Linked DNA regions of Sus scrofa: all the other regions are linked to region 2. A link is a contact called in public Hi-C and HiChIP or PLAC-seq data. All regions are on one chromosome and are shown on one strand. The core of a region is the stretch at or near the end of the contact, and the rest is flanking DNA. Distances in the headings are between cores, read along the strand shown.

The links. Hi-C and Micro-C count contacts between places; a contact is called where the count stands out from the background. HiChIP or PLAC-seq counts read pairs in DNA pulled down with a chosen protein or histone mark.
Region 1: a contact with region 2 is called in an H3K27ac HiChIP or PLAC-seq map of alveolar macrophages. The contact joins the enhancer-like site here to the promoter of MAML2 in region 2. A contact is called at or near these places in 1 of 5 promoter capture datasets (liver), 9 of 47 Hi-C or Micro-C datasets (adipocytes, alveolar macrophages, embryonic fibroblasts and 6 more) and 2 of 2 datasets of contacts at active chromatin or transcription factors (alveolar macrophages and skeletal muscle).
Region 3: a Hi-C map of subcutaneous adipose tissue shows a contact between it and region 2, with 2.7 times the contacts expected there. The contact joins the enhancer-like site here to the promoter of MAML2 in region 2. A contact is called at or near these places in 6 of 47 Hi-C or Micro-C datasets (embryonic fibroblasts, mesenteric adipose tissue, retroperitoneal adipose tissue and 2 more) and 2 of 2 datasets of contacts at active chromatin or transcription factors (alveolar macrophages and skeletal muscle).

The regions. Positions count from the first base shown.
Region 1 is chr9:28,287,768-28,290,467 of Sscrofa11.1, reverse strand. All of the region lies in intron 1 of MAML2 (mastermind-like protein 2), which reads left to right. Among named protein-coding and RNA genes, the nearest start is that of MAML2, 84 kb to the left of the region's middle. Within about 2 kb of position 1,322, at least 22 of the 83 cell types and tissues checked have an H3K27ac peak or open chromatin away from gene starts, as enhancers often do. A contact at or near this core is called in alveolar macrophages, mesenteric adipose tissue, skeletal muscle and 1 more, where this site is marked.
Region 2 is chr9:28,371,520-28,374,274 of Sscrofa11.1, reverse strand. MAML2 (mastermind-like protein 2) reads left to right here and starts at 1,293. Exons shown (of 4, transcript XM_021102335.1): 1 at 1,293-2,755.
Region 3 is chr9:28,256,034-28,258,733 of Sscrofa11.1, reverse strand. The region is part of intron 1 of MAML2 (mastermind-like protein 2); the gene reads left to right. Among named protein-coding and RNA genes, the nearest start is that of MAML2, 120 kb to the left of the region's middle. Within about 2 kb of position 1,298, at least 38 of the 83 cell types and tissues checked have an H3K27ac peak or open chromatin away from gene starts, as enhancers often do. A contact at or near this core is called in retroperitoneal adipose tissue and subcutaneous adipose tissue, where this site is marked.

The sequences.
Region 1 (2,700 bases), core at 73-2,572, 84 kb after region 2:
GTGATTCATTAATAGTTTGATTTTTTTTTTTTTTTGCAAGATGCGCGGACATTTTTTTTGATTGAGAAACATTTTAGAAATGCCAAACATATTACTGTGATGAAATAACAGTGACTAATATTGCTGTTAAGTTGTTGGAGTTATAATGGCTTCAGCCTTTTTTGATTCTCTGTGTTTGTTTTGATCTATCTTGCCTTTCAAATGGCCTATTGCCTCTGAAACATTAGAAAACAATGTTGTTCTCTTACAGATCTAGTTTCTACTTTTAGCAGCCATAGGAAGTATAATCAAAGTATACCTGAATTAGATGTGATATTTTAGAGAACCTGTTATTTTTACTGATTTGTAATAAAAATTATTAAATCATAATTGATTAAAGACATGATGGTAAAACTAATCTTAGGGTGAATAACATAAGCTTGAGAAATAAATTGTTTATGTAGATATGACAATATCATGGTATGCTCAACCCAAATATACAAACTAGAATAGGAATAATTAAATTTTTATTTAAAAAATTGTTATTTTATGGCTGCACCAACTGCGTATGAAAGTTCTCAAGCCAGGGATTGAATATGAGCCACAGCTGAGACCTACACCACAGCTGCCGCCATGCTGATCTGCACCGGGCTAGGGATCAAACCTGCACTTCTGCAGCAACCTGAGCCACTGTGGTCTGAACCTTAACCCACTGCACCACAGAGGGATTCCCACAGAATAGGAATTCTTAAACTTTTAACTCCTGGGGAAGCAGTTTACCACTAGACAATCATGTAACGATTACTGTCATGCCTTGCCATGAAGACATCTATAGAGATGCAAAGTAAATGCAAATTATTTGGTTTCTGATGGATGGTAGAATAGAAAAGAAGCCAGAAAGTACAGGAAGGTGACATAGTAAACTGTAAAAATATAGCGCTTGCAACCAGTTGATCTAAAAGCTTGCTGTTTCTTGGATGGCAGATGAAACAGAGCATTAAAACAAGGATTTTTTTCCCCCAAAGGATTAAATTTAAAAAACAAACACAAATGGTAACTGGAGGAGGGAAAACAAGAGGAAGCAAAATGAGCGGAGTCAAAATCCTGGGGGAAGATTTTTCATTTTGATTTCTGTGAATTCTGTTTATGTTAACATATCATACTCCTTGAGGGTTAAGTTTAAGCTTTTCTCTGAGAACATTATAAATTACCTTAAAGTCAGCCCCTTTAGGAAAGAACTGAATTTGTGACTGAGCTTTTTGTTTAATTATCACACCCTTTATATAATTTTCATCTACTTCAGTCTCATTTTCATACGTTTAGTGACACTTATTTCCAATCAGTGGTCAGAATGTCACAGGATGCTAGGGAGTGTACAGATTTCCGGGTGCCACCTCCAGATATTCTGCTCCAGAATATCCCACCTTTTGGGTGGGACCCAGCCAGATGCAAGGACTTCACATCACCTTTTGAAAGCACTAACATAGAAACTTATGAACCAGGAAGGAAATGGCTCTTTGAGTCAGAGAATGCCATTGAGTTTTATGAACTCTGACCCTATCAAATATACATTTTAAAATTTAAATTCTTGTCCATGGTGATGTATTGGAAATATGACATATTACATGTTGGTGAAAAAGAATCATAAAATTGCTGTGAGTAGACAACTTGGCTGCTGCTAATCAAACTTTTTAGGACATCAAGCTGAAAGAATGACCTAATTCAGCTCTTTGATTTATAGATGAGCCCTATGAGGTTCAGGGAGTTGAAGTAACTTCCACAGTGTCATGTAGTTTGCTAGTGACCGTGCAAGATTATTTTGCTCCTTCCATTTGTGATGTCACATTTCTCTTAAAAGTCTCTGAAAATGATCCAGTATTATAAAAAGACTGAGGCTAAGCCAAGAATCCCATTAGCCGATACCTTTGGCTTATACAGAAAAATAAGATTAGAGATTTAGATAAACATATATACAAACAGTCAACAAAGCAATTCCATGGTTACAACTATATACGTCTTGTCCTTCCTCTAAATAAATGTCATGAACCAGGGGATGGAGTAATGATATTACGTTGTTGCAGACATGAAAGTTGAAAACAAAATTATGAGGCCCTAGCATACGCTAAATTGGTTTTACCTTCTGAAGGATATTAAATTTTACTTGAATTTTTCAAAACTGCCCTCTCCCCTCAAAGCTCTCTGAGAATAAGTAGTGTATTTGATCTGCCTTCCCTATCAAATAAATCAGGATTTTTTTGGGGGGGGTGGGGGTGGGGAGGGAGGACTGCAAATAATCCAACACTGACTGTGACAATGTTTAAGACAAATAGAGATTTTTCTGTTCACAATTCCCTCTTTCTGGAGATGGGGCCTGGTTGGTATTCATTTAGTCACTCAGAAATATCAAGCCTCAGGGCCAGTATCTCTGTGATTCTCTCCTTTCTCTCACAGTCTTACACTTGGGGTATTGCATTGGCATTCAAAATAGGGTGAAGGGATGGGCAAGAGTGGATGTGGCGAGAGTATCTGCCACGGCCTGGGTTCTTGAAGGACCTCCTTTAGTTCAGCATTGCCTGAGTACCGACTGGTTCCTCTTCTTTCTCTTCTAACCATCACCCTTCTAGACTCCGCTGCTTTGCCTCCTACATACACATCACGCAGAGGGAACATACACCCCACAGTCAGTTGGAATCTGGGTTTCAGAAGAGTCCTTTGATTGAC
Region 2 (2,755 bases), core at 44-2,543:
CAGCTTGAAATCAAATGGCCATAAGTTTAAATGTGTATAAAAGACATTGTAGAGGAGTGTCCTACACCATTAGAATATAGAATGAAAATTTATCAAATTCTTGCTTGACCAAGTTCTTAAGGTATGTCCCTATCTAGCATAGAAATCAAAGTTTATATAAGAGTTGCAGATTTGACTAAGGACTCTGTTATTAATCAAAACCCATGCTATTGCAGGACTGTACAGTGAATGGTAAGTTTTAGATTTAATTTTTTCTCTTTTGTCAAGTATTACTGCTGGATATAAAGTGTCAGGAGTGGTAGAAAGAAAGTAATGTCTAATGGATGCACCTTTAAAAAAATGTAATATGATCGAAACTCATTCACTTTTTAATGAGGAATTCTTTTTAATAGAGGGAATTCTCTATTCAAATTTGCATACCCAACAACAATATATTTCTGCCTTTCTTCTTGAGTGGTGAGGAACTTAGCCTTGGAAGAGACAGATAAAATATGTTCCAATGAAAAGTAGCAAAGTTATATGCCATCAGAATGCACTTGTTCCTGGTTCCAAACTAACATTCCAGGATTTGTGAAAATGAAATGGACCAATGTAGGCCAGCCTAAAGAGAACTAAACTATAGATAAATCCAGTCTTAAAATGTTTGCTTTGATTTTGCCCATTCATTTCTCTTCAACTCAGTTTGAAGTAGGACCGTGTTATTGAAATGGCAGAGTTGGTTTAGATTAAAAAAGCCCCATTGCTTGAGACCTCAAATTGAAATGACTTCCAAGTTAGGATACATAGAACATTTATGGTCCTGATTATAATAACAGTGTGCTCATCTTAATTTATTCTCCGTAACTGACAACAAACAGAATTCAGTATACTTTTGGAGACCTTAAAGGTAGGATTGTCTGAAGAGGGGACAACATTCAGTGTCTGAGATTTGGTTTGTGTTATTAAACTTCTTGAAACTACTGCTAACGGAATGATTTTCCTCATTATAGATGTAAATCGGACAGCTGTGGAGACCTCAGATCTTGCATTTTTGGTTCGTCGTAGGCAAACTTGTATTTTCAAGGAAATCTTTTTTTTTCCCCTTCTAGAACTGGTATTGGTAATTTCACCATGGTAGAGTATTTTATTTTTATTGCTACTGATTCGCTCGTAATCCCCTATTGACTTATCAGAGACGCACACCACAGGCGGGCAGGTAGACTGACACTCTCCTGCCCTTTAGGAGCTGAGGGTGCGAGTTCCTCTCCCCTCCCCCACCCTCCCCCCCTCCCCGACCCGCGCGCACACACCCTGTGTCTCCCTGACACGAATGAGCGTTTCCTCCGTGCTCACCCAACTCTCGCTAAGGTGCTCAGGGGTGTCATCGACAACATATTGAAAAATGAAAATGACATCCTCGGGGGCAAGGGCGGGGAGAACGGAGGTCTGCATGGGAAAATACATTCCCTGGGCGGGAATTTCTTCAACGTTTCGAGCTCGTGAAGTCGTCGGGTAGAGGCTGGGGAATTTCCCCAGCCTTCCCCCCTCCCCCACCCCCGAGCCCAGTCGGAGGCCGAGCTGCGCGCGCCGCGGAGATGCGCAGGCTTTGGGATTCACCTCTTCAGCCGCTGGGAGGCCCTCTGCGTTCCCCTTTCCCCGGCGCCGGCCGCCTGGCTCGCCCGTGCAGTGGCACCCGCCTTCCACCAGGGAGCCTCGGGCCAGCTCTCCCCCCGCCCTCCGCCCCCCCACCCCCCTCTGCAGCTCGCTGGCTCTCTCTTTCTCCCTCTGTCTCACTCTCTTTCTCTCCCTCTCCTATCGGAGCACAATGAAAGCCTGTGTATCGCCGTGACTCCGGGCAGCGGAGCCAGTGTCAGCCAAGCGGCGAACAACAGACGGGAAAGAGAAAGGAAAAGACCAGCTACTTTCTTTTCCATCTCTAAAGCGGAGCAATCCAAGAGGTAGAACCACATTGCTTATTGAGAGTCCAGACCCTCAGATCCACTGGCCGGGGATGGAATGTACAAAAGTGGACAGAAAAGTGGCTGGACATGACTCGGTGCAATTTGCTGGAAGTTTGTAAGTTTGACCATCGTTTGTAAATTACTCTCGGAAGAGTTTGTCTCTCTTGATACTGTATTAGAATCGAGCCGGGGGTGAGGAATAGAAACGTAAGCGGGAAAGGAAAAAAAAATGTGTTGAAGGATTCTCTTCTCAGTGGCTAGTGACTTCAGACTGCTTTCATTTAAGGCTGGGAAACCTTAGAGGGAATGAGGATTTTTACCGGTGATTGGATTAGCTGAAGAAAAAAGCATGGTCCAAAAGTCCAATTACTGACATTAACAATTGAAAAGCCGTCTCCCTCTTTGGGGAGAAGACAACATCCTACAGTACCCCCCCCCCCAAGAGGAGAAAACACCGGAGCGAAGGGAAAGGGAGGAAAAATTAAAAGCCAAAAGACAGTCTCTCTTGATTTTTGTACGTTTTGAGCATTGACTTCAAAAAGCGTCTGAAACAGCACTTTAAAAAAAAAAAAAAAAACCTGAGGAAAAGTAAATGCTGTGGGTTACATAGATCATGGTAGAAATGTGTTTCTCTGCAGAAACAACCCCATAAAGAATCTTCGGAAACAACTAGGTGAGGGGGGGGCCAGCTCTCTATTAACACCTCTCTCATTTCCCTTTGCTGTCTGTTTCTGTCTCTCGCTTGACCATCCCTGAATTCTTGCTCTACCCTCGCCCCCCCCATCTTGTGTTTACAAAGTACCTAGTGGCTCTTG
Region 3 (2,700 bases), core at 49-2,548, 120 kb after region 2:
ATAACTCACATTTGTATCCTAAATATAATACTTTCTGATTTAAGAGGTTTCTCTAGGATACCAAAATAGAGCAAATTAATGTGTTTTCTAGATTTACCTGCCTTTGATATCTATATGTGATTTTACAAGATAAAATATTATATGAAAGTATACACCAAGTGGCTATATTTCTTTGCAGCCCAATGATTCTATAGTTTTCCCCCAAATTGAATAAATACTCAAAATAACTTAAAACTTCTGGATTACCAGATTCTTCTTTTTTTCCTGGTGTAATGGAATAAAATACTTATTCAGGTGTTTATTCATTATGGGTTTGAATAAAACACTTGTAAATTTTTAAGTGAGTTAATCAATTCCTATGTATTGATGTCTTGTGTTCAAGGCACCATGGCAGGTGCTGTGGAGGTAATGCAAATAGAAGCCTATATTCTACGCCTGGCTGCTTACAGTCTAGGTGGAAAGACTAGACCTGTAGTGGGAAATGCTTTCTGACATGATGCTCAAGGCATTGTGGGATAAAGGAGCATCTAAGAGAGCACGGATCCAGAGGGATGCCTAGGTTTGCAGAAGGCCTCCTGGAGGAACAGGTGGGACCCCTCTAGGGTCTTCCCAACTGCTTCTAAAAGAAAAATTAATTAGGAAGCACTCTGAGGAATAATTGCTCTTTTAAGGAAACAGTTACAATGCCTGTCTTAAGTATGTAACAACCTTTTCAATCTTGAATTTTTTTCTTTTTGCCATTCAGAGATTTCTTGGTGCTTTGGGGTCGGATTTGTGTTTTTCCCCTCTCTTTACTTATCTGAGAAATTCTGGCACTAGCCAGGTTTGGGCTGTTTTTGTTCAGACATTCTTAAGTTATTTGGTCAGAAGTAAAGTCTTTGTTGCAGTTTTCTGCTTAGAAACTGCTTTTTCTTTGTCTTTGTTTAAATCCCAAACTCAGTAAAAAGTTCTTTATTTTTATAGAGTGTTCTGCAAAGCAGTATCTTGGGAGGCAAGAGGAGAGAAGGCACTTTTTCCTCCCTAAGTGGAAGTAGCCATCTTTTCAGAAAATATTTAGGACATGTAAAACATATCCAAGACAACCTTGCAAGAGAATGCATGCACATGGTTACATAAAAGAGAGCCCAGTGCTTTCCATGCCCATATCAGCAGGCCTCAAAACTGCTTGTGAACGACGGGAAAAACCATGGCCATGTGCCAGCCAGAAGCAACATCACCGGAATGGAATTCATAGTTACACTGTTAAGACTTATAAATACAGTGAGGGTCCGGGAGCCAGGACCTTCAGGCAAATCAGGCTTGTCTGGTCTGGTCTGGTCCGGCTGACTGAGCAAGTGAGCCTTCTCTTTGCATGAGGCCTTCCTCAGCGTCGGTGACTAAACTTGTTTGTCCCCAAAGCTAAAATGTCCCAAGGGACGGAGGGACAGTAGTCATCCATTTTCTTGCCAGACACTGTCCTAGTTGGGGCAGGAAGTCATCCTAAAAGTCAGGAGGTACGTGGTTGGTCTGGGGACAGTGTTTGGAAGTTAGGAATGTGGAACCACTTTTGAGTGTGAATTTATGTCCCTTCAGAGAAACTATGCTTGATCCTAGGAACTGGGTACTGTCACAAAAGATACAACTAGATAAATCAAAGAACTGGATCTGTAAAGACTTGTAGGAAAACAAGACTGTAGCCCGCCAATGGCTGAGAGGGGTGGGTGAAATTAGCTGACACCACTGGGAGTCAGCCAGGCAGCCAAGGTGACAGGAAACCAACAGTGACCAGTGACCAAGACTAGGCTGTCCAGAAGCTGAGCAAGGATTTCTCCCCTCCCACTGACCAAGAAAGAAAAAGTGGAGATTTGAGTTGGTAATAATTTCATTCCAGGGACCAAGGCAAAGCCAGAGAGTGTTAGGACAACAACAGCAATACCGATAACAGTAATAGTAAGTGCTTATTTTCTGCCAATTCTCATTTAAACTCATGACAGCCATGTGAGGAAACTGCTGTTATTATCTCCATTTTACCCACGAGGAAACAAAATCTTAGAGGGGAAAAAAGCATGCCAAAGGTCACATAACTGGATAGTGAGAATTTGGGTTGTACCCAACTTCAGACCTTAACTGAACACACACTGTACTGCTCATTCATTCATTTATTCACTTAGTCACATCTTTATTAGGTACCTATAATGTGCCAGGCACTAGAGAAGAGCCCCTCCCCATGCTGCATGAAGCTTGTAGTCATATGTTCATGAAATAATGCTATGAATATATAACTGTGATCCGTGACAGGTAATAGGAAAGGTGATAGGGGATTTTCCTCTGTGGCTCAGCAGGGTTAAGAACCCAACATGGTGTCTGTGAGTAGACGGGTTCCATCCCTGACCTCTCAATGTGTTAAGGATCTGCCATTGCCAAAAGCTTTGGCATAGCTTGCAGATGCAGCTCAGATCCCAAGTGGCTGGAGCTGCAGTGTAGGGTGGCAACTGCAACTCCAATTCGACCCCCAGCCTGGGAACTTCCATATGCCACAGGTGTGGCCATAATGAGAGAGAGGAAAAAAAAAAAAAAAAAGGTGATAGGGAACGAGAATATCTCAGAACTAGGATGTGCTATCTTTGTGATTAAGGGAACCATGGACCACGATAAATAATTTAGGGAAATGCATTGTAAGAAAATGTGATGTTATTTGGGCAAGTCAAGGAGCGCTTTCCT